Regions from separate parts of the Sus scrofa genome. Here regions 1, 2, 3, 5 and 6 are each linked to region 4. Evidence: chromatin contacts called from public Hi-C and HiChIP or PLAC-seq data. All regions are on one chromosome and are shown on one strand. The core of a region is the stretch at or near the end of the contact, and the rest is flanking DNA. Distances in the headings are between cores, read along the strand shown. Region 1 holds the start of IFT52 (intraflagellar transport protein 52 homolog). Region 2 overlaps PKIG (cAMP-dependent protein kinase inhibitor gamma). Region 3 holds the start of MYBL2 (MYB proto-oncogene like 2). Region 4 holds the start of OSER1 (oxidative stress-responsive serine-rich protein 1). Region 5 holds the start of KCNK15 (potassium channel subfamily K member 15). Region 6 holds the start of WISP2 (WNT1-inducible-signaling pathway protein 2).

Region 1 (3,886 bases), core at 1,016-3,515, 480 kb before region 4:
GCAGCATGTAGAAATTCCCAGGCCAGGGATCAAACCCATGCCACAGCAGCAACCTAAGCTGCTACAGTGATGCCAGATCCTTAGCCCACTTCACCACAAGGGAACTCCCAAGGGGAACTTTTTTTTTTTTTTTTTGCTTTTTAGGCCCACACTTATGGCATATGGAAGTTCCCAGGCTAGGGGTCAAATCGGAGTGTAGCCACTGGCCTACACCACAGCCACAGCAACACCAGATCTGAGCTGTGTCTGCAACCTACACAACAGCTCACGGCAACACCAGATCCTTAACTCACTGAGCAAGGCCAGAGATCAAACCCGAACCTCATGGTTCCTAGTTGGTCGGATTCATTTCTTTTTTTTTTTTTTTTTTTTTTGTCGTTGTTGTTATTGTTGCTATTTCTTGGGCTGCTCCCGCAGCATATGGAGGTTCCCAGGCTAGGGGTTGAATCAGAGCTGTAGCCACGGCCTACACCAGAGCCACAGCAATCTGGATCCGAGCCGCGTCTGCAACCTACACCACAGCTCACGGCAACGCCGGATCGTTAACCCACTGAGCAAGGGCATGGACCGAACCCGCAACCTCATGGTTCCTAGTCGGATTTGTTAACCATTGCGCCACGACGGGAACTCTGACAGGGGAACTTTCTTAACACCAGTGTGTGCTGGTGATTTTATAGGCTTTTCTCTTAACTCATTCTTACTCTTTGCCTTACCTTTTTGTCTACCCAGCCCACTGCCCCAGGAATTATGGAAGATGAAGTTAGAAGCCCATGGAAAACACACCAATGACAGTGACATTGACCTACTGGGAATCAAAAACCAGGTCACGAAGAGCTACTGTTACGTTGACCTGTAATTCTGAAACACTCTGATTTGATTTCCACCTTCATAGCGTCTGCCAATAGACAAATGTGGAACGTGGTGAGGGAGAAGCCAAAATTCACCCAACTTTCCAAAGCCAAAAGCAAGAGCGTGTAATTGTCAGAAATGTGATAGTACTGTCAAAAGTATACAACCCACTATGGGCTGTGAAACACATAATTGCTCTATCTGTTCTAGGACTGTAAAATCACAAAATTTTCACCAGGATAGAAAATAAAAATGAAAAATGACGGTATTGATCTGTTGAATATCAGAACAGACACGTTCACACCTGTTTATTAAACACATTTTAAGCTTCATAGGTATTATCTACAAAACTCACAATAAACCAGCATTTAGAAATTAACCTCACTTTACAGATAAGAAATATTCACTCAGAGACAGTAAGCAACTTGCCCAAAGTCAGCCAGCTGGTACAAGACACAAACAGGAACTGAACTTGGTGGCAGCTGATGCTAAGGTGCTTGCTTTTTCTACAGCCTTCAAAAGTGGAAGAGGTGCTCTGGGCAGGCCCTCTTTCCGTCTTCTAGCAAACACTGACTGCAAACTGTACTCACCCAATTTTGCACCAAAAGACAGCATCCTCAGGAAGGGAAATCACAATCACTCTGTTTCCACTTAACTTTGCAGTGACAGTAGGTGTGAAAAGGAAACAGGAGTCTTGTATTTTAAGACCCTAAAACTCCGACTACTCTGTACATGCTGCAGACTGCAACAAACATCAATCACAAAGACTGCTTTTATCGTTTGAGCTAGCCAGGTAGCGGGCTTAGTACACACATCCACGTTCGCTCAGGGCAGGCACTGAGCAGTCCGCTGGGGAGAAGAGTGCCCTATTTGTGGAAACTACTGTCTGGTTTCTCATTTTCACAGCGACTGCAGGGCAACCCATACGTGGCTCTTCCGCATAAGCAGTTCTTTCTGCCCCAACGCCCTTCCCCAATCCTTGCTTTATTGAACCATTCTTCTTTCAGTGGGGGTCCCCGGTCGGCCCAGCTCCCGCCCCTCACAGATCCCTTAAACAGTTTATATTTTTACTTTTTGGTAGGATCTGGCCAGGTGTAACTCCCCGCCTGGGGATGCGCAGAGGGCGGGTTCACTGATTCATCCGAGGCCTGGCATTTTGGCAATGAACAACAGGGGTATTCAAACACAAAGAACCACCTCGTTTTACCTCCCACTCTCCCACTAAACCTGTCCACCATCCTCTCGGTGGGCTTCCCCAGCCTCCCAGGGGACTGAAACCCTCCCATTACGCAAGCGAACTCGAGGCACGCATTCCTGACGCAGGATACGCGCCGCCGCATGGCTGCACCCCGCCTCGCGTATCTCTGCGCCTGCGCTCTTGGGATCAAGGCTGGGTCTCCCGCACTGCTGCGGGAAGCCTTCACTAGTCTTTCTCGGAGTGGAGCGAAATTTGGGCGCTCGGGGCCTGTCGTTTTTATCAGATTTTAATAAGAGTTGATATTAAAGGAGAAAATAAAATGAGCTTATCTTTGGTCTGAAGTTAAACAAGTTCTATTTGGATTTACCCCTCATCCAAAATAATAGTACAGTCCGAGGTTAGCCCCGCCCCCTCTCTCACTGGTCCCTCCCCCTCCTAGGCGAGCTAGGTGTACCGGCTTCTTCAGTTCTGTCGTCATCACGTAGCTCCGGAGGTAGATCCACGCCGCGGTCCCCGCCTACCAAGCGCGCAGCTTCGCCTCCGCTGTTGCTAAGCGGCCTTGGATACCTGGCCGCGGGACGCTGGGTGGTGTCAAGTGGAGATGGTGGTCACTGGGCCTCAGGTAAGCGGAATTTCGACCGTGGTGGACCGGCCCGGGCGTTGGGGAGGCCTAGGAGTTGGCGAGGGCCTTTGGGCCCGTCTTCGGAATTGGGGTCTGCTAGGGTTTAGTAAAAGTGGGGCACAGATAATAGGCCCGGATCCCGGACCTCAGACTGGGCTCACGTTTAGCTCGCCTCTGACTGGGAGATTTTTAGTCATCCTGCTGAAGATGAAAGATCATTGGACAAGAAACCATAACAAAATATCCTAGTCTCATCCCCTTTTTCTAGGAATCCTGCTCTTAGGAATTTGTCCTTCGACAAAAAATAATTAATGGCAGAAGCAGAAATATGTAAATTTCAGTAGTGTCTATGTTGGCAAAAAATGGAAAAGATGCCCTCGAAGGCGGTGATTGAGTTTATTATGGCGTAATTACGCAACCACTAACCTAATCAGAAGGCAGAATACAGTGTTGTATTATACAGTGTGAAAATAAGCATGGGCATGGATGCAACAGAACATGAAAGATAGTTGCAGTGGAACATGGGGGTATTTTTTTTTTTTAACCTGACAAAGTGATTTTAAAGTTCGCCCTGAAGAATAAAAATATGGGAATAACAGTATTAGGAAAATTCTAAAAATTAAGAGTAATAAGAGGCGTTAGCTCTTATCAACACTCCTAAATATTATAATATATATATTATAAAGCTGTAATAATTTAAAAAGTATGGAATGGAGCAGGAACTTATGGCCAAATAGAGTATAAAAAATTAATAGTAAAATTAGGAGTTCCCTTTGTGGCTCAGTGGTTGCCAAAACCGGCTAGTATCCATGAGGATGCAGGTTTGATCCTTGGTCTTGCTCAGTGGGTTAAGGGTCTGGCGTTGCTGTGAGCTGTGGTGTAGGTCGAAGATGTAGCTCAAATTCCTGCATTTCTGTGGCTGTGGCGTAGGCAGATAGCTTCAGCTCTGATTGGACCCCTAGCCTGGGAACTTTCATATGCTGTGAGTGTGGCCTTAAAAAGCAAAAAACAAAAAAACAAAAAAAAAAAAAAAAACCCAAAAAACAAAAAAAATTAATAAAATTCAGTTTATAGGGATTTACTATATAAAGCAATTTTTTTTTTTTTAAATGGTCACACCCGTGGCATATGGAAGTTACAGGGCCAGGGATTGAATCTGAGCTGCCGCTGTGATCTACACTGGATCCTTTAACCCACTGTGCCAGGCCGCTGGGCTG
Region 2 (3,879 bases), core at 592-3,091, 350 kb after region 4:
ATTTAAAGTGAATGCTTTCACTGTAAAAAATAAATCATTTCTAATTTGAATATCAATTTGTGATTATGTCGTTGGAATTCTTCATTTAACAGTCTGTGTGAACATTTCCCCTTGTCTCTTAAAAAATTCACCACAATACCCGAATGGTACTTCATTTGTATATAAATATGTGTATATTTCTCTGTTGTCCATTTGAGACATTTGACGTGTCCTTAAGGAGCTCATTTTGGGGTATTTAGTTCTTTGACTATTATAAGTAACACTGTGATGAACATCTCTGAACGTTTATCCTCATGCACAACGTGGATTACTTTCTTAGAATAAAGTATTATAAGCCGACTTAGTGGCTTGCTTGAAGACATGAAAAAAGTTGAGGTTTCTTTTTTTTGTTTTTTTGTCATTTCTTGGGCCGCTCTCGCGGCGTATGGAGGTTCCCAGGCTAGGGGTCCAATCGGAGCTATAGCCACCGGCCTACGCCAGAGCCACAGCAACGCGGGATCCAAGCCGCATCTGCAACCTACACCACAGCTCATGGCAACGCTGGATCCTTAACCCACTGAGCGAGGACAGGGATCGAACCCGCAACCTCATGGTTTCTAGTCGGATTCGTTAACCACTGTGCCACGACGGGAACTCCAAGTTGGGGTTTCTTGATGCGTCTTGTCAAGTTCCCCCTCAGAGAGGTCCTGGCACTTCATTGTCTGGAAGGATCATTTTCTGATGCAGTTTCCAACTCTAAGGATTCTTTCCTTCCTCCACTTGTTGTTGACTCTTAAGAGCAGAGCGTGAGGGGAGAATATGAATGTTGAAGAAAAATGAGATTGTGTGCTTGCGCTGCAGGTGTCAGCGAGCTCCCCAGGCCCACAAACCCCAGACCCATCTTTGGAATGGCCTTTCCCTGGGGGATGGGGGTGGCAGCCGGAGCGCGCTGGCCTCAGTTAGGGGTTTCCAGGATTGGGTCTTGAGCCCAGCACCCTTCCCTTTCCAAGGCAGGAAAGTCAGCTGGGCAGGGGCAGGAGCCAAAGCCCCAGGGTGTCTGTTCCAGCAGGAGGCTGGCCTTGTAGATGGAACCCGTAACTCCATCCATCCCACAGTGGCGATGCTGGAGATCCGGGACTGGAACCTCAGCACAGCCGCCTGCGGCGGACAGAGGCCTTTCCCACCGGTCCTGAGGAGTCACTCTGTCATTCCACAGATAGGGGAAGAGAGATGCTGGGAAGGTAGGTAGACAGACGGACTCAGATTTAATGTGCTCAACAAATGCCTGTCTGAGATTTACTTTGCCAGGATTAGGCCTTCAGTCTAGCCTGGTGAAAATCCAGACAGAAATACCCATTCTTGTGGGCCCAACACTCCAGTTGGAGGAAGAGGGCTGAGGAGACGGGGCTCGGGAGCTGGTGTGACCTGCCAGGGTCCGTCCTTCCCATCGGCAGGTACGGGTCCACCGGAGACTTTCCTAAGTCATGGTTGTAAAGTCACCGCCCTGACCTCAGAGGCCTCTGTGGCAGTTTACTAAGCGAGATGTGGAAACATAAAGTAGTAAATGTTGTTTACTGTTATTGTTAGAACTGTCACTGTAATTTGTATCCGGTGTCATTACTGTTACTGCAGCTGGACACTCTCCTGTTCTGAAGCTTTGAGCAGTTTCCCCAGAGGGAGAGAGTAGATGTGAAAGTTCTGGGACCTACAGAACCACCACCCGGGGATGTCAGAGGGTTGGGGGGGAGGGGGTGTTTTGTTGTGTTGTGTTTTATTGCTGAGAAGGAGCCAAAGCACAACTAGGGCAACTTCATTCTCTCAAGACAGCTTAGAAAATAGGCGGGGTGCACCCTCTGCTGGAGCTGGTAGGGGTTGCCTTAGACGGAAGTCTGGCCCTGCCTTTACTCTCTTTTACGGAAGGGGTCATGGAGGCTCAGAGAAGGGGCAGTTTTGCTCAAGATCTGGTGGTACAGCCAGGTTCATAGCTCAAGATCATGGCTCATGTTCTTTTTTCTCTTTCTACTACAGGACACCTCCCTGTCTCCCCGTCTGATCTTTGAGTGCCCCTAATGTATTCTTACAGGTGTCTCCTCTGAGCTACGTGTTGTGGGGGTGATGTGGGTCCAGCCCTCCGTACTGGCCAGCCCCTTTTCTCTCCCCCGCTCCCTCTCTCTCTTTCTCTCTCTCTCACACACACACACACACAGCACTTACTGAGCCCCACCCTGGGCACTTTCTGCCAATGTCAGTTACTTTCTGAAAGTGTTGCGCAATAACCTGGGCTTATAAAAACTCCTGCCATTATAAACACATAGTCTTAGAAGTGAAGGTTCCCCTAAGTCACGAGTTACCACGTTTGGGAAGGTTGTTTTTGGGGAGTTTTTTGTTTTGTTTTGTTTGGTATCCGCTGTCTTTTCTCATAGAAACTGGATTTTCTTTAAGGTGTTGTTTTGCAACCTGCGCTTTTCAGTTAACAGTTTATCTCAGACACTTTGCCATGCCAAGTACAGGTCCATTTGGTGCAGGGTTTTTTTGTGTTTTTTTTTTTTTTGATGAATACTTTATAATTCATGTAATGCCTAGTCTTTTGAGGGACATTTGGGAGCTTCCCTATCCTTGACCATGTGCAGTAAACACCCTAACACTATAGAGAGCATTGGCATTTGCCTCCACCTGCCCCCCACCAGCTTCCTAACTCAGGGCTTACCCAATTAGCCAGAGTCCATGTCCTGACTGTGTGATTTGCTTGCTTTCAGAAAACCATAGGTGCTCAAAGGGAAATAGTTGTATCCTCTTAGCAGATGAGACTTTTAGCTATGTGTGTGTGTGTGTGTGTGTGTGTGTGTGTGTGTATATATATATATATAAGCTATATATATATGAGCAATACCCATTGTTGACAAGGGTGCAGATAAATGGACAGTCTCACGGGCTGCGGTGGGAATACTGGACTTGTAAGTTTCATTTCCTCATTTTTTTAAGTTGTTATAAATACCCCTAATGGCATTCAGGAAGGTAACTTGGCAATGTGTCAAAACATGCGTCTTATTTCACCCTTCCCTTTAGCTTAGTAATTCTGCTTCTAGGAATAAAAGGAAGTAACTAGACACAGGAACAGATATTTACATAAAGACCTAGTGTGTCTGCAATGGGAGGAAATGGGAAGGTATCTCCATGTTCACTTCTAGGGGCTTATCAGATAACTCATGGTGCATCCAAGTACATACGTATGAAAATCATCAAGACCATAATGACACGTTCTAGGGTGTCTCAAGCAGTCAGCTTTAATACAGGGCATAGCATGATCTCCAGATCCTTTTTTACATGTACATGGCTCTTCTTTATATACGTGGGTCTCTGTTCTCTCCCTGGCTGGAAAGTCAGCCAGCGGTGTGTTAACCTCCATCTCTGCAGCAATAACTCCTTCCTGTCCTTCCTCTCCATCCCTTCCCCTGTCTCTCTTGGGCGCTCCAGCCCCCTCGTTCCCTCTCCCCTTGGAGAGCTCACAGCCATGGCGCACGTGGCCAAACAGAGCTCGTAATCCCCACCCACCTTCACTCCCCATCTCACAAATGACACTTCTGTCCACCTCCTTACTTATGCCAGAAAGCTCACTGCCCCATCAGCCAGGCACCAGGTCCTGTTGATTCATCCTCCGGATAACATCTAGAGCCCGTCTGCCCATCCTCACCTCTTTCTTCCACCCACTGTCCTGTCCCACCTGAATTGGTACAGGGGCCCCCTAACTGGCCCCTTTCCAGGACTTCTCATCCCAAGTGCCAGGGTCATCTTCGAAAATTCTGATCTGATCATTCAGGAGCCCAAACCCATCAGGGACCAAGCCACAGATGTGATCAGCCCCTACTAGCTCAGCAGCATCCTTGGGGTCTTGGTTCTCCA
Region 3 (4,113 bases), core at 903-3,402, 430 kb before region 4:
ACAAGCATGAGAGCAGCTGCAGAGTTAAAATAATGATGATGGATAATAATGATAATAACTAAAAGTAATGTAGTATTTATTATGTGCCAAGGATTGTTCTCATTGGTTTACATGTATTAATTTATTGAATCCTACAACCACCCCCACAAAGTCAGTACCAATGTAGTGATTAAGGGCATAGACTGTAGGACTTGACAGGCCAGGTTTGAATCTCTGCTTTGCCATTTACTAGCAATGTGACCTGGGGGAGGTCTGTCTCAGTGTCCCCATCTCCCAAAAGAAGATCAGACTAATACTACCTCATAGGGTTGTTATGAGGATTAAATGAATAAAAATTTATAAAGCATGCCGAATAGTGGGTGGCACATAGTAAAAGTTATCTAAGTTTTTGATAAATCTCATTAAAAAAAAATTTTTGGCCATGTTTGCAACACGCACAAGTTCCCAGGCCAGGGATCAAAACTTCAACACAGTGGTGACTTGAACCACAGCAGTAAAAACCCCAGGTCCTTAACCTGCTGAGCCACCAGGGAACTCTGATAAATCTCATTCTTATAGGTGAGGAAACTGAGGCACAGAGGAGTTGAATGATTTGCCTATAGGTGTTCCCGTCGTGGTGCAGCAGAAACAAATGTGACGAGGAACCATGAGGTTTAGGGTTCGATCCCTGGCCTCCCTCAGTGGGTTAAGGATCCGGCATTGCCATGAGCTGTGGTGTAGGTCACAGATGAGGCTCGGATCTGGCGTGGCTGTGGCTGTGGCAGAGGCCGGCAGCTACAGCTCGGATTCGACCCCTAGCCTGGGACCCTCATATGCCGTGGGTGCAGCCCTAAAAAGACCGGAAAAAAAAAATTGCCTATGATCACACAACCAGTAAATGATGGAGCTGGGAATCAAACCCTAGGAAACCTGGCTATAGAGTCTGTACTCTTAATTATTATGCTCTAGCAATGAAGAGGGGGTGTCTACCTGAATTACTTTATGGGGGGGAAGCCCTGAATTAATTGATATGGAAGCTTCTAACATGTAAGATGTCAGTGTTCCTCTGTGGTAAATGAGGTTTGCAGCAGCTGGCTGGACTGTCCCTAAGTGGCCAGAAGTTTCTGGAAGAGAGATCTGAGGCATAAGCCATGGCTAAGAGGCTGAGGGTCAGCAAGATCCCCCAAGGCTCCTGGCTCATACTTCATTTACCTTCCTCTCGGCACTCCTTCATAATGTGCCGTGAAACTCAGGAGGTAAACTGTAAGTGGCAACTTAAAATGGAAAATCCTGGCTAAGCCTCTAGGAGTTTAAGCATGTGGTAAAGGGAATTCAATACAACAGCTAAATTCTGGGCACTGGGGATACTGTTGTGAGTTGAGGGACCACTTGGATCTTGGCAAGCCCATAGTTCAAACTGGGAAACACAGAAGCCAACAAGCAGATTGTAACCAAGGACCTAAGGATAAACAGGAACTAGTCAGGTGAGAGGAGTGGGAAGTGTTCCTGGCCCAAGCAAAGGCCAGGAGGCTAGCAAGTTTTCTTTGGTTTGGGGCAGGGTGGTGATCTGGTGGAATTCTATAAGCCTGATTATGGAGTGTTTTACCCTGAGGGAGAGGACTGAATTTATACATTCTGGAGAGGCAAGATCAGGTTTGGGAGGCTCTCTTTGAGCTGCCAGGAGTCCAGGTGAGGAGCTGGAACCATTGAATTCGAAGCCGGATTGGAAGCAGGGAGATGGTTCCACGGTGCAGCCTTGGTCTTGGTGGGGTGAGGGGCCTCTTTGGGGTGGGGGCTGTAGGGATGCAGGACAGGCTTGGATTAACGCTGGGGTTTTCCTACAGGCCATCTCCCTCGCCTCACTCTCCCATCCTTGGGGCTCACTTCTCAGTCTTTCCTCCAGGGTCTCCGGGATCACTCTGGTCTCAGGCCAGGCCTCAAATCATCTGACTGCGGGTTCAGAGCCTAACCCACACCCTCCCTGTCCTGGGGCTTCCGTGATCTGCCTAGAGCACTGTCCTCCCGCCCTCGGCCCCGCCCCTGAGCAGCCCCCGCCCTCAGCCCCGCCCCACGCGCAACCCGCGGCCCCGCCCTCCCGTCCGCTGGCCCCGCCCACGCGCACGCCAGCCCGCCCGCGCGCCAGGCCCGGGCGGCGCCGACGCGCTTGGCGGGAGATAGAAAAGTTCTTCTGTGCGCGCCGGCGGCGGCGGCGGCGGTCGCAGCCACTTCGAGCCGCAGCGGGACCTCCGGCCACGCTGACGCATCGCATCACGGCCTCGGGGCCAGGAGCGGCCGGAGCAGCTCGTACATTGACCCCGGCCCGGCTCCCGCTCCGGGCTCAGCCGGCGGGCGGGCGAGCGCGGCGCGGCCCGGGCCGGGGGGATGTCTCGGCGGACGCGCGGGTGAGCGGAGCCGGGCTGCTGAGGGCCCCTCCCCCCTCCCCAGACCCCATCTCCCTTCACCCCGACCTCTGTCCCCACCCCCACCTTCGTCGTGGCCCTTCTGGGCTGGTCCGCGGTAGGGTTGGCAGGAAACGCAGCGTTCTGGGTCGCCTGACGCGAGGGCGCGCGTGAAGCCGAGGGTCTCTCCGCGGCCCCTCACTCTGCCACCCGGGCCTGCTGGGCCTCGGAGCCGGGGCGGGCAGGTCTCCTGGGACCCGGGCCAAGCCTTGCATGATGTCATTTTGTCTCCCGCCTAATTGCGGGATGGGGGTGGGACGGCGGTGTCAGCCGGCCTTTACCGAGGAGAGAGGCGACCTGTGGAGAAGTGATTCTCCAAGTGGAAGCGAGCGGGAGGCCAAAGGTTGAAAGACACTTGTCGTTCCAGCCTTTGGGGGTTCGGATCTGCCGGTGGGCATTTCTTAATGTTCTGGGAAGCACAGAGCGCCTCGAGCTCTCTCCCTCGACCTGGGAAGGATGCTGGGGTGGGGAGGGACTCTTTTGTCCTCCGCCACCTGGGTTCCGGGCCCCAACTCGGTTTAGTTTCGGAGACCTGCCTTCCAGTTACACATGAGTTTGGGGCCGCTGGGGTTGAGAGCGAGGGTAAAAGAGACTGATGTGTGTGGAGCCCGCTCTGAGCCAGCAGCCCCCAGAGCCGAGGCAAGAACTGCGGTCTCCATTTTACGTATCCCTCCAAGAGATTGAGTGGCAGAGGCAAGCCAGGATCCACGTCTGGGGGCTCCAGGTCCCTGTCGTACACCTCTGCGCCCGGTGCCTGGGCTCTGGGCTTCTCACCCAGTCTGGGAGTCGTGGAAGACCACGGGGTTCTGCCCTGCTCCCTCCCTGGATTCGTGCAGCCCAAATAACCATACCCCCCCCACCCCCACCCCCACCCCAACCCCCGCAGATGGTGTTGGCCTCTCAGGCCCAGCCCATAGAGAAGTAATGGTTACTGGCTTTCCCCAGAGTTCCTCTCAGCGAGGAAGCATCTGGTCCCTGGGCAGTGGTCAGGCTCCGGGTGTGTCTTCCTCAGGCCACGATTTCCCAGGGCAGCTCTAATTCCCAGGAGTTGTTGTTTTATGGGCAGGTACTTGTGTCAGGCCCTGTCCTGATTTCTGGTTCAGGAAGTGTTACTCCAGGCAACAGCAAAGCCCTGGACAGCCCCACCTCAGTCCTCTGCCACTTCTCCCTTGGGGCTCAGTGGAGGATCCCCCCCTCTCCCAGGTGAGGGATGGATTCTGCACCCTGGAACCCCACAGCATTCAGTTTGATTCCCGGCCACTCGCCGTAACCCTCCAATGCACCAGTGCTCTACTTCCTGCTCAGCTTCTGACTCACCCCACCTGGAGCAGAGCCCAGCACATGGAAGGGAGGGCACAGAGAGGCTGTGTTGGACCGACCCGTGCTTGCCCCCACTGACTTAGCCTCTGCTTTTCCGACTGGGGTTGCAACACGAGGACATGAAGGTGCGGGGTTTGGAGCCTGGCTCTGTGGACTTGGCAAGGGGCATAATCCCTGCGAGCCTCAGTTTTCACATCTATTAAATGGGGATAGTGAGAATGTGTGTGAAGGAGACTGTTAGCACCGTGTTGGTGATAGAAGTACATTACCTCACAGAATTCTCCCAGCCGTCCCATTAAATACACTCTTGGGGCACCAGAGTGTCCACACAGAAAGCCTTTCATCCTCCAAGGAA
Region 4 (4,236 bases), core at 387-2,886:
TTATATAGTCCTAACTCTAGATGTTAATACAAACCTAGCTGACACACTAAAACTTTCTTGACACATTAAAAGATCCATCATTTAACAACCAAAACAGACCAAAATAAAACTGGCACAGACTAAAACATTAGGAATGACATTCCATCTAAACTATTTTGAGACTTTCAACATTCTGATGACTCACCTTTTCCCTCAATTATATTAACCCAGAGCAAAGGTGAATCTTAGGCATGACCTGAAGAGCTAAATCATAACATGTTTGTAATTACAAAAAGGCTTATTATGCTCCGCCCTATTCCCGGCCTCCCATTCACTCAAATCAAGAGCTAAATAACTCAGTGAAACATGTATCGTTTTCCCCTTCTTCACTGATAAATTCATAAATTTGTGGGATGGATTTCTGCCGTTTTTTACTACACTAACTTCTTGAAATTGAACGATCCCCCTCAAAGATCAAACTTTTTAAAAGGCCTATTAGAAATTACCTTAAGTCAAATAACATAGGGCCTCGGATTTTCCTTAGCCTTTCAAAAAAAACCAAAATTATTCTAAGTTCCTTCATCAAAAGGGCAAATTCCTGATTTTCTCTGATTGTCAACAAAAGCTATGGGTCACAATCTTATTTACATCTTGCAGTTTTAACCGAGACCTCTTCGAACGTCAGGCCTAGGTCCAAATTTCCAGGACCCTGAAAAGACCGGAGAACGATCAATAAAAGATCTGCGCGTAAGCGTGTCATCACAATGTTAAAATATTTAGAAAATTTCCCAACCCACCAGGAAGCGTGGAGTTCGGGAAAGAAAACCGAATCCAGCAACTCTGCAAGGCGCAAATAAAACTAGGTTCAAACAATCGACCCGGGTGTCTCTTCTACCCACTCAACTCCCTAAACTCTCGGTACTAGAGCCCGATGTTAATTCTTCTTACCCAGAAAGTGGATCGGTCGTGGTTCAACAGGATTTGGGGAGAGGGAGGCTCAGAACCTGAGGGGTTCGGATAGCGGGGAGCTGTCCAGGGCCTTAGCTCTGCCCGCCCGAGGTCCTGCAGCTGGAAGTCGCCCCCTGAGGATACTCTCCGGGCCAAAAGGAGAGGATACAGTAGGGCCAAGGGGCAAGGGATGCAGGAGGAGGAGGGAGCAAAGCCGAAGCGGCAGCCAACGAGACTGGGGCGCGGAAAAGGGCGGGAAGGGGCAAAGGGCTGCCGAGGAGGACGAAAAGGGGAAGCTACGGCCAGGCGGGAGAGGGCGGAGGCGCGGGGCGGGGGTCGCGGAGGCGGGAAGGGGCGAAGAGAGCGGGGCTCGGGTAGTGCCAGGCCGCGGCGGCGGACGGAGCGCGGAGAGGCGCAGGCCCGGCTGGGCCCAGACAGCCAGAGCCGTGGGACGACGCGACGCGACGCGAGAGGGCTCAGAAGCGGCTGCCCGCTGCCAGGCCGGGCCTCGAGGCCGAGACGCGGTGCTACGGAGCTTCTCCGTCAAGTCTGGGCACTCACCTCCTCGCGGCAGGGTCGCTCCGGTGAGCCAGTCTCGTCAGTTCAGATCGTCTCTCCCCGATCGTCGCGCCTGACTGACCCGGATCTAAACCCGCGGAGGGGGCGGCCCGCTCCTCCGGAGTCGCTCTGCGCCTGCGTCACTCGGGCACGCCCCCCGCCCCCTGTTCGCGCTCCTCCTACCCCCCGTGACTCGGCAGCGCGGCAGGCAGCGACTGCGCAGGCGCGGAGCTGTAGCCGCGCCTCTCAAACGCCTTGCACCCGCCCCTCTCAAAACACGTGCGCCTGACGCCACTTCCTGTTATTCTCTTCGCTCGCTCCTCCCTTCTCAAAGAGTTTGCTGGGGATGGCTTTCTGGGGCATGCCTGCTTCCTTCTCTTGGTCAGGTGAGTGACTGGGTGAGTGAGGGTTGTTTCTCGCTGTCACGGAGCCACCTCGATTTTCCGCGGTCTCCCTGTGCTTGGAGCGCTACCTGGAGTCAACAAGGCTACGGAATTCCGCGAGGTGAGGCCCAGGTGGGTGGATCTTTACGCAACGGAGCCACCTCTGAACGCTCCGCGCGAGTCTCCTGGATGCGCGAATCTGGACTGCCGGCGGTATCGCTGGGGCTCGAACACCAGCCTTCGCCTCCTGGGGATCCCCCAGGGCTGCAGAAAAGCAAGGGGGAATCCGACACAGCTAGTACCGTGAACATTAGGCCGAAATTGGAACTGAAATGCGTTTACAAAATACCTTTGTTGTTTCCCTCTCTGGCTTTCTCCATTCTGTTAAATGAGGACGTTGGACTGCTTCAGCACATCTCGTTGTTTTCAGGCATGGACTCCGTTGAGAATCTGGTGAGAATCGTAGGCCGCCTCGACAGAGACGTGCACAGGCATACCAAATTTTGCAAAAAGGTTTGGGCAGTTCACCTAAGCAGGTAATTTTTAGGGATCTTTTCCTTTTGTAGGACTCCGACGGTTGCTTGGATGGCAGACAGAGAAGGGATGGGCTGAGCAACGGCTGCTACTCCCTCCAACACCAGCTCACTCACCATGCCCCAGTTCCACGTCCGCACTTCTCAGAGCTTTGTGGGAAAAGATGCTCTTCCTCAGTAAAATGGGCTCGAGTTGGTTCTGGCCAACCTTTGTGTGAGGTTGTCACTTGAACCAAAACTGGACCCTCCCACTCCCCAGTACCTTAGCTATAATCACCTAATTGGATAGGCTGCTGAAAATAGCTTGGTATGTTCAACTTAACTATAGCCAGACTTTGGAATGCCTGGCCCATGTCTGAGGATGGAATCTACAGGTTATTTTATAAGATTGTTAAAGCATGTCTTGGGCCCTGGGTACCTTTTTAAATCCTTGTTCATACCAGAGGCTCAGTAACTGACAAGGGATGAAAGAAACCTGTTAATTGTTAAGTCCCAACATCAAACCAAATTCTAATGATGGCTCCCCGCTTCTTTGCAGCAACCATGCACGTGTTTGCACGTTTAATATTCCTGTAATTTTACACAACAGATGAGGATGACTGGGATTCAGATATTAGCTTGTTCTAGCTCCCTTCTTCTGTGTCACAGTGCTAGGAAGTGACCGAATCAGGATTTAAACAGTCTCAAAAGCCTGGCAGTCCACTGCTTACCATCTCTCAGTATATCTTAGAATAAGAAGCAGGAAAATATGATGCATTTTTTTCCCCTCAGAAGTTGCCACGTGAATTTCATTAAGACCAAATACATGTTTTTAAGCTGTTAGTCAAAAATACTGCTTCAGATAAAACCACACAACCTTGAAGGCAGGGACTGTATCTAGTTGAGTTGAATTCTGGAGGTGAGTAGGTGCTGTGCTGTGTACAGTTTTGGGGCATGCTTCATTTTACCTCATTTCCATCTATGATGGCATTAAATACTAAAAACTAAAGTTTTAAAAGGCTTCCTTTTATTTTATTTATTATATTTATTTGTAATTATTTATTTATTTTTTTTTGGGGGTGTTTTTTCCTTTTCTAGGGCTGCTTCCCGCGGCATATGGAGGTTCCCAGGCTAGGGGTCTAATCGGAGCTGTAGATGCTGGCCTACGCCAGAGCCACAGCAACTCAGAATACGAGCTGTGTCGGCGACCTACACCACAGCCCGCGGCAACGCTGGATCCTTAACCCACTGAGCAAGGCCAGGAATCAAACCCACAACCTCATGGTTCCTAGTCGGATTCGCTAACCACTGTGCCACGACAGAAACTCCAGGCTTCCTTTTAGGTACGCGTGTCTCTGTCGTAAAGCTGGATGCTTTCTGAGGATGTGGCTCATTACTCAGGGAGTATTTGGAAGGCGAACCTCTGGGGAAGAAAGTCTGTTAACTCACACCCCCTGATGTGGCCTGAAATTCCAAGTCATATATAGGCCTGATTCACTGTTTGACACCTCATGACTTAGAATGAGAGACAGAAGCCACAAAGCATGTGATGTGTGGGAACAAAGCCAGACTGCCTCCTACACCAGCAGCACAGGATCTTTCCAGCCACAGAAAAAGCCTTGAACCTAATGTGGAGATTTTATATTCAGGAAATTGACTTGGCATTTATCAACTTAATGCACACAGTGATGCCATTTAATCAGAAAGCTGTGGTAGCTGTAAAATGCCTTTAACAGTGTACGTCCTTCTTGTTACATGTACTTTCTAAGTGATTGAATAGAGGAGAATTCATTCCATCAAATTAGACTGCAAAAACAATCAATTTATATAGGAAGATAACTTCTGATTTTATTTAT
Region 5 (4,347 bases), core at 595-3,094, 480 kb after region 4:
AAGGAAAAAGAAGAGGGGAAGCAGAGGGCGGGGGAGCTACAGGGGGTGCCTTGGGGTGTTGCTGTTTTTGGTGACTGCTCAGCTGACAGTTCTCCAAGCTGAGAAAGACACATAACAAACGCTAACCTCCTCTGGCTTAAAATAGAGCCGCTGAACCGAAAACGCCAAGCACAGGGCAGAGTCACCTGCCTGGCAGGGCCAGACAGCTCCCCATGGCCCCAATAAAACTCACCCCCAGCGGGTCCATCTGACAAAGCACCTCTCAACTGCATCTCAGAGGATGCTTACAATGGTTGGGGGGGCAGGCAGCCACCATTGCTCTGCAGACCCACCTTAGAGACAAGGAAAGTGAAGTCCGGAGAGGCCACGGGAGGGTGCTAAAGCCCCCAGCATCTTGCCTGACCAGGTGGTGCAGTGTATCAGAAGGACTGTGACCTTGAGGGCAAGACAGCCCCAAGTTCAAGTCCTGACTCAGCCACTGCTCAGCTGTGAGGACTTGGCAAATCGGGTCTCTTCTCCGCAGCCCGGCTTCCCACACTGAGAAGTGAGGGGTCCCTTAGCAACATCTCTAAGCGTGCATAGTGCGGACAGCACCCCAGAGTCTCGGTCTTGCCTTGCTTCTGGAAAAAGAATTCTTGACACCTGCCGGTGACCGTCTGTTGTAAAAAAGGGAGGGAAGGTAGCTACTGGGTACCTGGAAAGGGACACACGGTGTCTTTTATAATGCTTGACATGGTCCTAGGAGGTGGGCATGACCATCACCCCCATTTCTCAGATGGGAAACCAAGGCACAGAGAAGCAGATGTTTTCTGTCCACAGGGAATCAGCTAGAAAGGGGACAAGCTGGAATTTGACCTCAGACCTCATTGGTTCCAGCTGTGTTCACGACCAGGACTCATGAACCGTGTGCTCCAAGCCACCCTCAGCATGCATTTGGATGACAAGAGTCTCCAAATTGCCTCCACTCTCAGCCACTGTCCCTTTTCCACGTGACAGCCAGAGTGCCCCTTTTTTTTTTTTTAAATGTCAATCAGATCATTGGTGTTTATTTTCCTGCTTCCAGCCTTTCTGGGGTTTTCTACTATACTGAAGAATAAACCTTCAGGAGGCCCTGTGAAACCCTGTGTGAAATGGACTCTGTCTTCCTTCCACCGCCCCGTCCCCCAGCATCCCAATTACTGTGGCTCCAGACACACTGGCTGCTGTGCTTAAAGGACCCGCACTTGCTGCCTGGACGCTCCAGCTCCAGTCACTCCTCTGGGAGGCTGTCTCCCACCACCTTAGCTGGCAGTGCCCTCCCACCCCAACTCGCGCAAGAAACGATGTGTTCCTTCTTTTTCACACTTGTCTTAAATTATCTTTTTGTTTTGTTTGCTTTCGAGCCAACCCTCCTTCCTAGGATAATCAGCTCTATTTACACCAGGACTCTCTACACCGGTGGGTGCTGGGTAAATATGTGTTGAATGACTGATCAAAGGAAGGAATGACTTGCCCAAGGTCACAGGACGACATAGCGGGGGAGGCAGGGCCCCTGCAGACCTGGGCTTTGGGAGCTTTGCTCCAACTGTCACTATTTGCAGATGTATTAGCACCGGGGCACCACCAGGTCAAGACAGATGCGCAGGAGGCGGCAGGGAGGCCGCACCTGGAGGAGCCCGCTCGCTGCTCCTCGTCCCGCCCTATCGAGGCCCCGCCCCTGGGAGCCCGGGCCCCGCCCCCGAGAGCCGCACCCCAGCCTCCCGCAGCCCTGGCTCCGCCGACGCCAGGCAGCCGTCGGGGCGCATGGACGGGGCGGCGGCGGCGGGCGAGCTGTGGGGCCCGAGAGCGGGGCCCCGGGCTCCGCGATGAGGAAGCAGAGCTTGCGCACCGCCGCGCTCATCCTGTGCATTCTGTCCTACCTGCTGGTGGGCGCTGCCGTCTTCGACGCGCTCGAGTCGGAGGCGGAGAGCGGCCGCAAGCGCCTGCTGGCCCAGAAGCGGAGCGAGTTGCGGAGGAAGTACGGCTTCTCCACGGAAGACTACCGCGAGCTGGAGCGCCTGGCGCTGCAAGCCGAGCCGCACCGCGCCGGCCGCCAGTGGAAGTTCGCCGGCTCCTTCTACTTCGCCATCACCGTCATCACCACCATCGGTGAGCGGCCCCGGCGCCTCCCCTCGGCGCTCGCTCCGTCCCCAGCCGCCCGTGGCGTCCTGGCTTTGAATCCTACCTCTGCCCCTGCCCAGCTGGGTGACTTTGGACCAGTCATTTCAGTTCGCCGAGCCTCACTTGCCTCCCTCTGTCGAATGGGCTGTTCCACACAGGCAAGGCTGGAGAAGCCGTTAGGTCCCCTTAGCCAAGAGGCTGGCCGCAGGGGTGTCAGAAATCGCCCCCAGGGGCTGGGAGATGGATGGAGTGGGGCCGGAAGTCCAAGTGGCTGGAGTTGTTTCTTTGCCTGGTTGCCTCGCACTAGCTGTGTGACCCCAGACCAGCTGCTTAACCTCTCTGAGCCTCAGTTTTCTCCTCTGTAAAATAGAGGGGCCAATAGGCCCTTTGTCAAGGCGGTGGTGAGACAGTTATTAAGCAGAAAATAAATGCATAAAGTTTTAGCACGGGGCCTGACACATAGAAAAGCACTAAAAAAAAAAGATGAATTTTTGTATTATGATGTGAAAGAGAACAGGCACCTAGTGGTTCTTAGTCACTGCTGTATGGCCAGTACCTAGCCTGTAGTAGACACTCAGTAAATATTTGTTGAAGGAATGACTGATTACTACCAGCTTTGGACCTCACCCTCAGGGATCCAGAGCACTTTCTCAGTAGCATCTGGACCGCCAGCCGTTGCCATGGCTACCGCCTGGCTGGTACCTGCAGAGCCTAAGCCTGGGAAAGCAGAATAGGAAAGAAGCAGGCTCTGCAGGACTCCACGCTGGGTGCCAGCCACTCCCCAGGCCCCAGCTGTGGATGTCCAGGCACCTGACCACCACCCTGGAAGCCAGTGCCTTGGAGAAAGTTCCTCCATAATTCTCCTGCAAGTCAATGTGAGTTTGTGGGTTTAGCAGTGGCGTTAAAAGCCTGAGTTCTACAATTACATAGACCAGAGTTCTGGTCTCATCTCTATTGCCTTCTGCCTTCTCTGGCAATTGATTGTACCTCTCTGAGCCCCAGTTTCCTCAAACACAAAATGCAGTGGTTGGAGTTCCCGTCGTGGTGCAGTGGTTAACGAATCCAACTGGGAACCATGAGGTTGCGGGTTCGATCCCTTGCTCAGTGGGTTGGGGATCCGGCGTTGCCGTGAGCTGTGGTGTAGGTTGCAGACGCGGCTCAGATCCCGTGTTGCTGTGGCTCTGGTGTAGGCCGGTGGCTACAGCTCCGATTAGATCCCTAGCCTGGGAACCTCCATATGCCACGGGAGCGGCCCTAGAAAAGGCAAAAAGACCCCCCCAAAATGCAATTGTTGCTATCTTACTAGCCGATTGCCAGGTTTGAGTGAGGTCACGTGTGTGAAATGTACAGCACAAGGCCTGAGGCTAAGTAGGAGCTCTTAATTAGCAATAATAACAATTCGTTATTTGCCAACTGTGCACCCAGCTCCCCTTCAGCCCATTTGATCCCTCCTGTCAACACGAGCATCCCTACTTCCTTATTTGGGCTCAGCCTAAGACCCTCCCTGTCACTGCACCTAGTGGTATGGGGCATTATCCATCTCTTCTGCTCTCCTGCACATTTTTTTGGAGGCCTCCCAGCTGGGTTTGGCCTCTTCTCTTGGCTGCTCCCCTCGCACCTGCATCTGGGAGAGAGGAAAGGAACTGGGGGAAAAGAGCAGGAGTTGTGCCTTTTCTGGCCACCTGGGGGCGCCAGCACGGCTGTGTGGTCCCCGCTGCCTAAGCCAGCCTTGCAAAGAGCCAGGTGCCAGAACCCAGGAGTTGAGCTCTGCCTGGACAGAGAGAGGAACTGAGCTCAGCCCTGTGACCTTCCGGCAGCTTCCTCCCTCTGAGCCTAGTTGCCTTATCTGCAAAGTAAGTTTAATAATAACATCTCACACAGTGATTGGGATGATTAAATAAAATCCCTGTAGAATACCTAGCGTGTTTAGTTACTATCGTTATTCATTTTCCTTTCTTCAAAATCTGACCAAAAATGTCTCCAGACATTGCCCATTGTCCCTTTAGGGGCAAAACAGCCCTCAGTTGGAACCACAGCTGTGTAGTATTCCATCTTTGGGTGGCACCATGGTATATTTAACCAGGCTCCTTTTTTTTTTTTAATTTTATTGAAGTCTCATTGATTTACAGTGTTAATTTCTGTTGTACAGCAAAGTGATTCTGTTATACATATACACAGATTATTTTTCATTTTCTTTTCCATTATGTT
Region 6 (4,034 bases), core at 1,118-3,617, 450 kb after region 4:
ATGGGGCTTGGATCCAGTGTGGCTGTGGCTGTGGCGTAAGGCCTCAGCGACAGTTCTGATTTGACCCCTGGCTGGGGAACTTCCATAGGCCTCAGGTGTGACCGAAAAAAGAAAACCAAGCCAAAAACCCGTGACCTAAGCGAGGACAGGATGGGGCAGTGGTCCTCCCTGGTACAGACAATAACAGGGTACATTGGTTCATAGAGAATCTCAAGATAAAATAGATGATTAAAAAGTCTGCTTTGGAGTTCCCATCGTGGCGCAGTGGTTAACGAATCCGACTAGGAACCATGAGGTTGCGGTTCGGTCCCTGCCCTTGCTCAGTGGGTTAACGATCCGGCGTTGCCGTGAGCTGTGGTGTAGGTTGCAGACACGGCTCGGATCCCGCGTTGCTGTGGCTCTGGCGTAGGCCGGGGGCTACAGCTCTGATTGGACCCCTAGCCTGGGAACCTCCATATGCCGTGGGAGCGGCCCAAGAAATAGCAAAAAGACCAAATTAATTAATTAATTAATTAATTAAAAGTCTGCTTTTTTTTTTTTTTTTTAATCATCAGGCACTGGCACATCTAAATAAGGTCAGTCATAAAATACTGCATCTCCAAAACATCTTTTACTGGTCTAGCCATTAAACAATTGTGGTGACTGTTGAATTTTAATAATATGCAGGTAAGCTTCACGTTAGCACATTTTAATTTCTTAGCCTCTAATAAACCTCTTCTCCCTGGAAGTTAAACTAGAGAATTTCTAGAACTACACCAGCACACGGGCCACCAGCACACGTGGACTTGGACTTCACCAGGAGAGAAAGCTGCTCACGGTTTGGAATCTCGCGCTTGCGGCAAGTACTGTTCCTGTCCCCAGCTCTGTGGTATCACATCTTTCTGTGTCGCAATAGGAGATGCAAAGAAACGTGATGGATGGAAGACGTAGGTAGTTTAATTCTGTCATTCTAAGTGACTCCTTAGGGTTTTGATTTGTGTTTAAAATTTGGAACAGTGAAACCGTGTGGACTTAAAGGGTATTGTTTTTGCTTGGTAAGGGCAAATCCGGTTCGTCCATGAAATATATTTATTTCATCCCACAGTGATCCCTGGTGACATTTTTGCTATATGAAGGAGGCAGGGGGAGGCTTGGAAATGACCCATTCTGGGTGTAAAATCGGCATGCCTCTGACTGAAACATAAGCCTTAATAAATAACACGGCCTCTCCTTCTCTTCAAGTCTGTGGACACCCCACCCTCACCCTCAACCACTTCCTCCAGCCATAAATGATCACATCCCACATTTTCATCTTCAATTTCCATCCCATCAACTCATTCCTTGGGATTGCAGCCAAGATCAAGTCCCTCTTCTTGCTCGCCAACTGCCCCCTTCTGGACCCCTCTGCTGCCCAGCTCCATCACTTTGATGTTGGGGGGCTGGGGGAGAGGATGGGGGCCAAAACCTTCTCCAGCCCCCCACCCGACACCACCTCTACTATCATCTTTGTCAAATTTCTACAGTCAAAGCGGATGTCTTTTTTTTTTTTTTTTTTTTGTCTTTTCTAGGGCCAGTCCCATGGCATAGGAAGGTTCCCAGGCTAGGGGTCCAATCGGAGCTGTAGCCACCAGCCTACGCCAGAGCCACAGCAACACGGGATCGAGCAGCGTCTGCGACCTACACCACAGCTCATGGCCACACCAGATCCTTAACCCACTGAGCAAGGCCAGGGATCGAACCTGCAACCTCATGGTTCCTAGTCGGATTCGTTAACCACTGTGCCACGACAGGAACTCCCGAAGCTGATGTCTTTATACCTGCCCCTCCCCCAGCAGCTGGGACATGTAAGTGCCCCCCAAACACTGGTAGCATGACTTGCGTGGGTCTTACTCCCTTGTGGATGGCGCCCCCCAGTACAGTCAGCTCCAGTCACACAGGTACCTCTGGTGCCCAGAACAGGCACTGCTAGCACACTGACCCCTCTGCCTGGAACGTTCTGCCCTCTCTAACTCCCCTTTGCCTCGGTGCCTCCTTCAGAAAGCTGTCCCTCCCCCTGATCAGGAGCCCCCCCCCACCTCGGCCCCCTCAATAGTCCCAGGAATTCCACCTGCTCTTCCACTCTCCCCTCCCCCTCCAGGCTTTGCCCCCCATTTCGGGAGCTGAAGACACAACAGAGGGGGCCTTAGAGTTGGTTGAATTCCGCAAAATGGATTTGGTTCTTGCAGATTGCCCAGCAGTGCCCTGCAAGAGCTGGCACACACGAGGTCCAGCCCGCACGGGTTCATCCACTGCGGGCCGCCTTCCAGAGCTCGGCAGGCAGGCCCCCGGGGAAGGTCCCTCATTGCCAAAAGCAAATAGGCCGCCCAGGGAAGTTTTGCTCTGCGTCACACCCACCTCTGGATGGCTGCCCATCTTCCTGCCAGAAACCGCAGGCCCGCTGGAGCTGCCCAGAGTCCGAACCATGGGGTTTGGGAGGACTTGGGTCGGCTGTGCAAAGGGGGTGTCAGCTGAGTACTTCCTGGACCAACAGCCCCCGCTGGGGTCGGGCAGAGGGTCTGGGGCAGGGCTGCAGCGGCTCCAGCTGCAGCTTGGGAAGGCCCTCTTGGGCTGGGAGGAGCTAGAGAGGTCCCTGCCAGCCTGTCACAGGCTCTCAGTGCTGGCACTGGCTCTGGCAGTCATACACACACACACACACACACTGGCAAGCACCCCCTTGGTGACCTCCACGGTCTCACCTTCAGGTAAATGGGCTCATCAATGGGAGGCTGAGGATGGGAGAGAAATAGGACTACGAAGGCAGCGTGTGTGTGCGCACGCGTATGTGTGTGTGTGTGTGGTGTGTGTGCCTGGGAGTGACCTCACAGCTGCCGGAACATAAAGACTTACAGGTCCTGCCTCCCAGGCTCAAAGCTGGCTCCGTGGGGAACACGGTGACATGGGAGGCACAGCACAGACTCTCATCCTGGCCTTCTCCCTCCTCTGCCTCCTCTCCAAGGTAAGGCCCTCCCCCGCCCCCCGGCCCAGAAACGTACTGCTGGCTTCCTGGGTGTGGTGGGGGAGGGGAGAATCCCTGCAGGCCTCCTGTGCTGGGCTCAGCCCCGCTTCCCTCCCTGGTGCCCAGACAGCTGTCTCTGGCCAGCTCTGCTGTGTGACCTCAGACCCATCCCTTCCCCTCTCTGAGCCTCAGCTGCCTCGTCAGTTGCGTGGATAAAATGTGCATGAGGCCTTGGTGAAGGTCATATATCAGAGTCCATTGAAAGGGCTCAGCACAGGATCTGGCATGTGGCGAATGTTTAAAAGAGGACTTTCGTGATTATCGCCTCTGAGCCCCTCTCCAAAGAAGTGGGTGTCCTCATGATAAACAGGGAGACTCAAGACAAGGTCTGCTTTGCCTATGAGCTAGGATTCGAGTGGATGATGGTGTCTGGCTGATTGGAAGCTTCGCCTGCTGACCCCAGCTGGAGGGGGATGCGGGGCAGCCCCATGGAATAACGACCTTCTCTCATGGGATATTTTCACAGGGCTTGTGGAACATCTAGCTTGCCTAGCATGCCCAACGACCCCATCAGCCATGATTATTTTCTGTTTTCAGTCAAGTAAGGCTCAGAGAGGGTAAGCCACTTGCCCCAAACCACACAGCATCAGAGCAATAGAGGCAGTAGAGCCCCGGAGAGACCTGGGTGTGGGTGAGTGGGGACCGCCGTCAGCGCCCCTCCACCCTCAACCTGGACCAAGGCCACAGTGCTGAGTCTGCCATCACCTTAGTGAATGCCAGGCTCCCGGTGTCCTGGAGACTGGCCCCGCCACAAGCCATGATCTCATGGTATTTTCATGCTCCTTTGAGGATCACAGGAACTTCTCTCTCCCGGGTCTAAGCAGTGGCTGGGGGAAGGCTGAGGACCTGCTGACATCCCAGTCCTGCTGTCTGTTCTCCCAAAGGGAAGGAGCAGGACCTGAGGCCGGGGAGGGGGGGGGGTGCTTGGTACTTAGAGCAGGGGACTCGGGGATCTGCACCTGGGGTTAAATGAAAGGTCGAGGTGAAGCCGTCCTAGACC

Evidence for each region. Hi-C and Micro-C count contacts between places; a contact is called where the count stands out from the background. HiChIP or PLAC-seq counts read pairs in DNA pulled down with a chosen protein or histone mark.
Region 1: a contact with region 4 is called in an H3K27ac HiChIP or PLAC-seq map of alveolar macrophages. The contact joins the promoter of IFT52 here to the promoter of OSER1 in region 4. A contact is called at or near these places in 1 of 5 promoter capture datasets (liver), 3 of 47 Hi-C or Micro-C datasets (embryonic fibroblasts, heart right ventricle and liver) and 1 of 2 datasets of contacts at active chromatin or transcription factors (alveolar macrophages).
Region 2: an H3K27ac HiChIP or PLAC-seq map of alveolar macrophages shows a contact between it and region 4. The contact joins the enhancer-like site here to the promoter of OSER1 in region 4. A contact is called at or near these places in 7 of 47 Hi-C or Micro-C datasets (alveolar macrophages, embryonic fibroblasts, epiblast stem cells and 4 more) and 1 of 2 datasets of contacts at active chromatin or transcription factors (alveolar macrophages).
Region 3: an H3K27ac HiChIP or PLAC-seq map of alveolar macrophages shows a contact between it and region 4. The contact joins the promoter of MYBL2 here to the promoter of OSER1 in region 4. A contact is called at or near these places in 3 of 47 Hi-C or Micro-C datasets (heart right ventricle, liver and skeletal muscle) and 1 of 2 datasets of contacts at active chromatin or transcription factors (alveolar macrophages).
Region 5: an H3K27ac HiChIP or PLAC-seq map of alveolar macrophages shows a contact between it and region 4, with 6 times the contacts expected there. The contact joins the promoter of KCNK15 here to the promoter of OSER1 in region 4. A contact is called at or near these places in 6 of 47 Hi-C or Micro-C datasets (embryonic fibroblasts, epiblast stem cells, fetal heart ventricle and 3 more) and 1 of 2 datasets of contacts at active chromatin or transcription factors (alveolar macrophages).
Region 6: a Hi-C map of retroperitoneal adipose tissue shows a contact between it and region 4, with 1.7 times the contacts expected there. The contact joins the promoter of WISP2 here to the promoter of OSER1 in region 4. A contact is called at or near these places in 7 of 47 Hi-C or Micro-C datasets (alveolar macrophages, embryonic fibroblasts, epiblast stem cells and 4 more) and 1 of 2 datasets of contacts at active chromatin or transcription factors (alveolar macrophages).

What each region holds. Positions count from the first base shown.
Region 1 is chr17:46,207,691-46,211,576 of Sscrofa11.1, forward strand. IFT52 (intraflagellar transport protein 52 homolog) reads left to right here and starts at 2,266. Exons shown (of 13, transcript XM_021078178.1): 1 at 2,266-2,669. SGK2 (serine/threonine-protein kinase Sgk2) reads left to right here. Exons shown (of 15, transcript XM_021078166.1): 15 at 730-1,117.
Region 2 is chr17:47,035,975-47,039,853 of Sscrofa11.1, forward strand. The region is part of intron 3 of PKIG (cAMP-dependent protein kinase inhibitor gamma); the gene reads left to right. Among named protein-coding and RNA genes, the nearest start is that of ADA, 34 kb to the right of the region's middle. Within about 2 kb of position 1,842, at least 37 of the 83 cell types and tissues checked have an H3K27ac peak or open chromatin away from gene starts, as enhancers often do. A contact at or near this core is called in alveolar macrophages, embryonic fibroblasts, omental adipose tissue and 2 more, where this site is marked.
Region 3 is chr17:46,254,093-46,258,205 of Sscrofa11.1, forward strand. MYBL2 (MYB proto-oncogene like 2) reads left to right here and starts at 2,153. Exons shown (of 14, transcript NM_001244469.1): 1 at 2,153-2,381. The coding sequence starts at 2,362.
Region 4 is chr17:46,684,508-46,688,743 of Sscrofa11.1, forward strand. It overlaps OSER1 (oxidative stress-responsive serine-rich protein 1), which reads right to left and starts at 1,637. Exons shown (of 4, transcript XM_021078054.1): 1 at 1,489-1,637. It also overlaps LOC106506689.
Region 5 is chr17:47,159,644-47,163,990 of Sscrofa11.1, forward strand. It overlaps KCNK15 (potassium channel subfamily K member 15), which reads left to right and starts at 1,845. Exons shown (of 2, transcript XM_003483962.4): 1 at 1,845-2,127. The coding sequence starts at 1,845.
Region 6 is chr17:47,128,869-47,132,902 of Sscrofa11.1, forward strand. WISP2 (WNT1-inducible-signaling pathway protein 2) reads left to right here and starts at 2,368. Exons shown (of 5, transcript XM_003134452.4): 1 at 2,368-2,720; 2 at 2,860-2,974. The coding sequence starts at 2,915.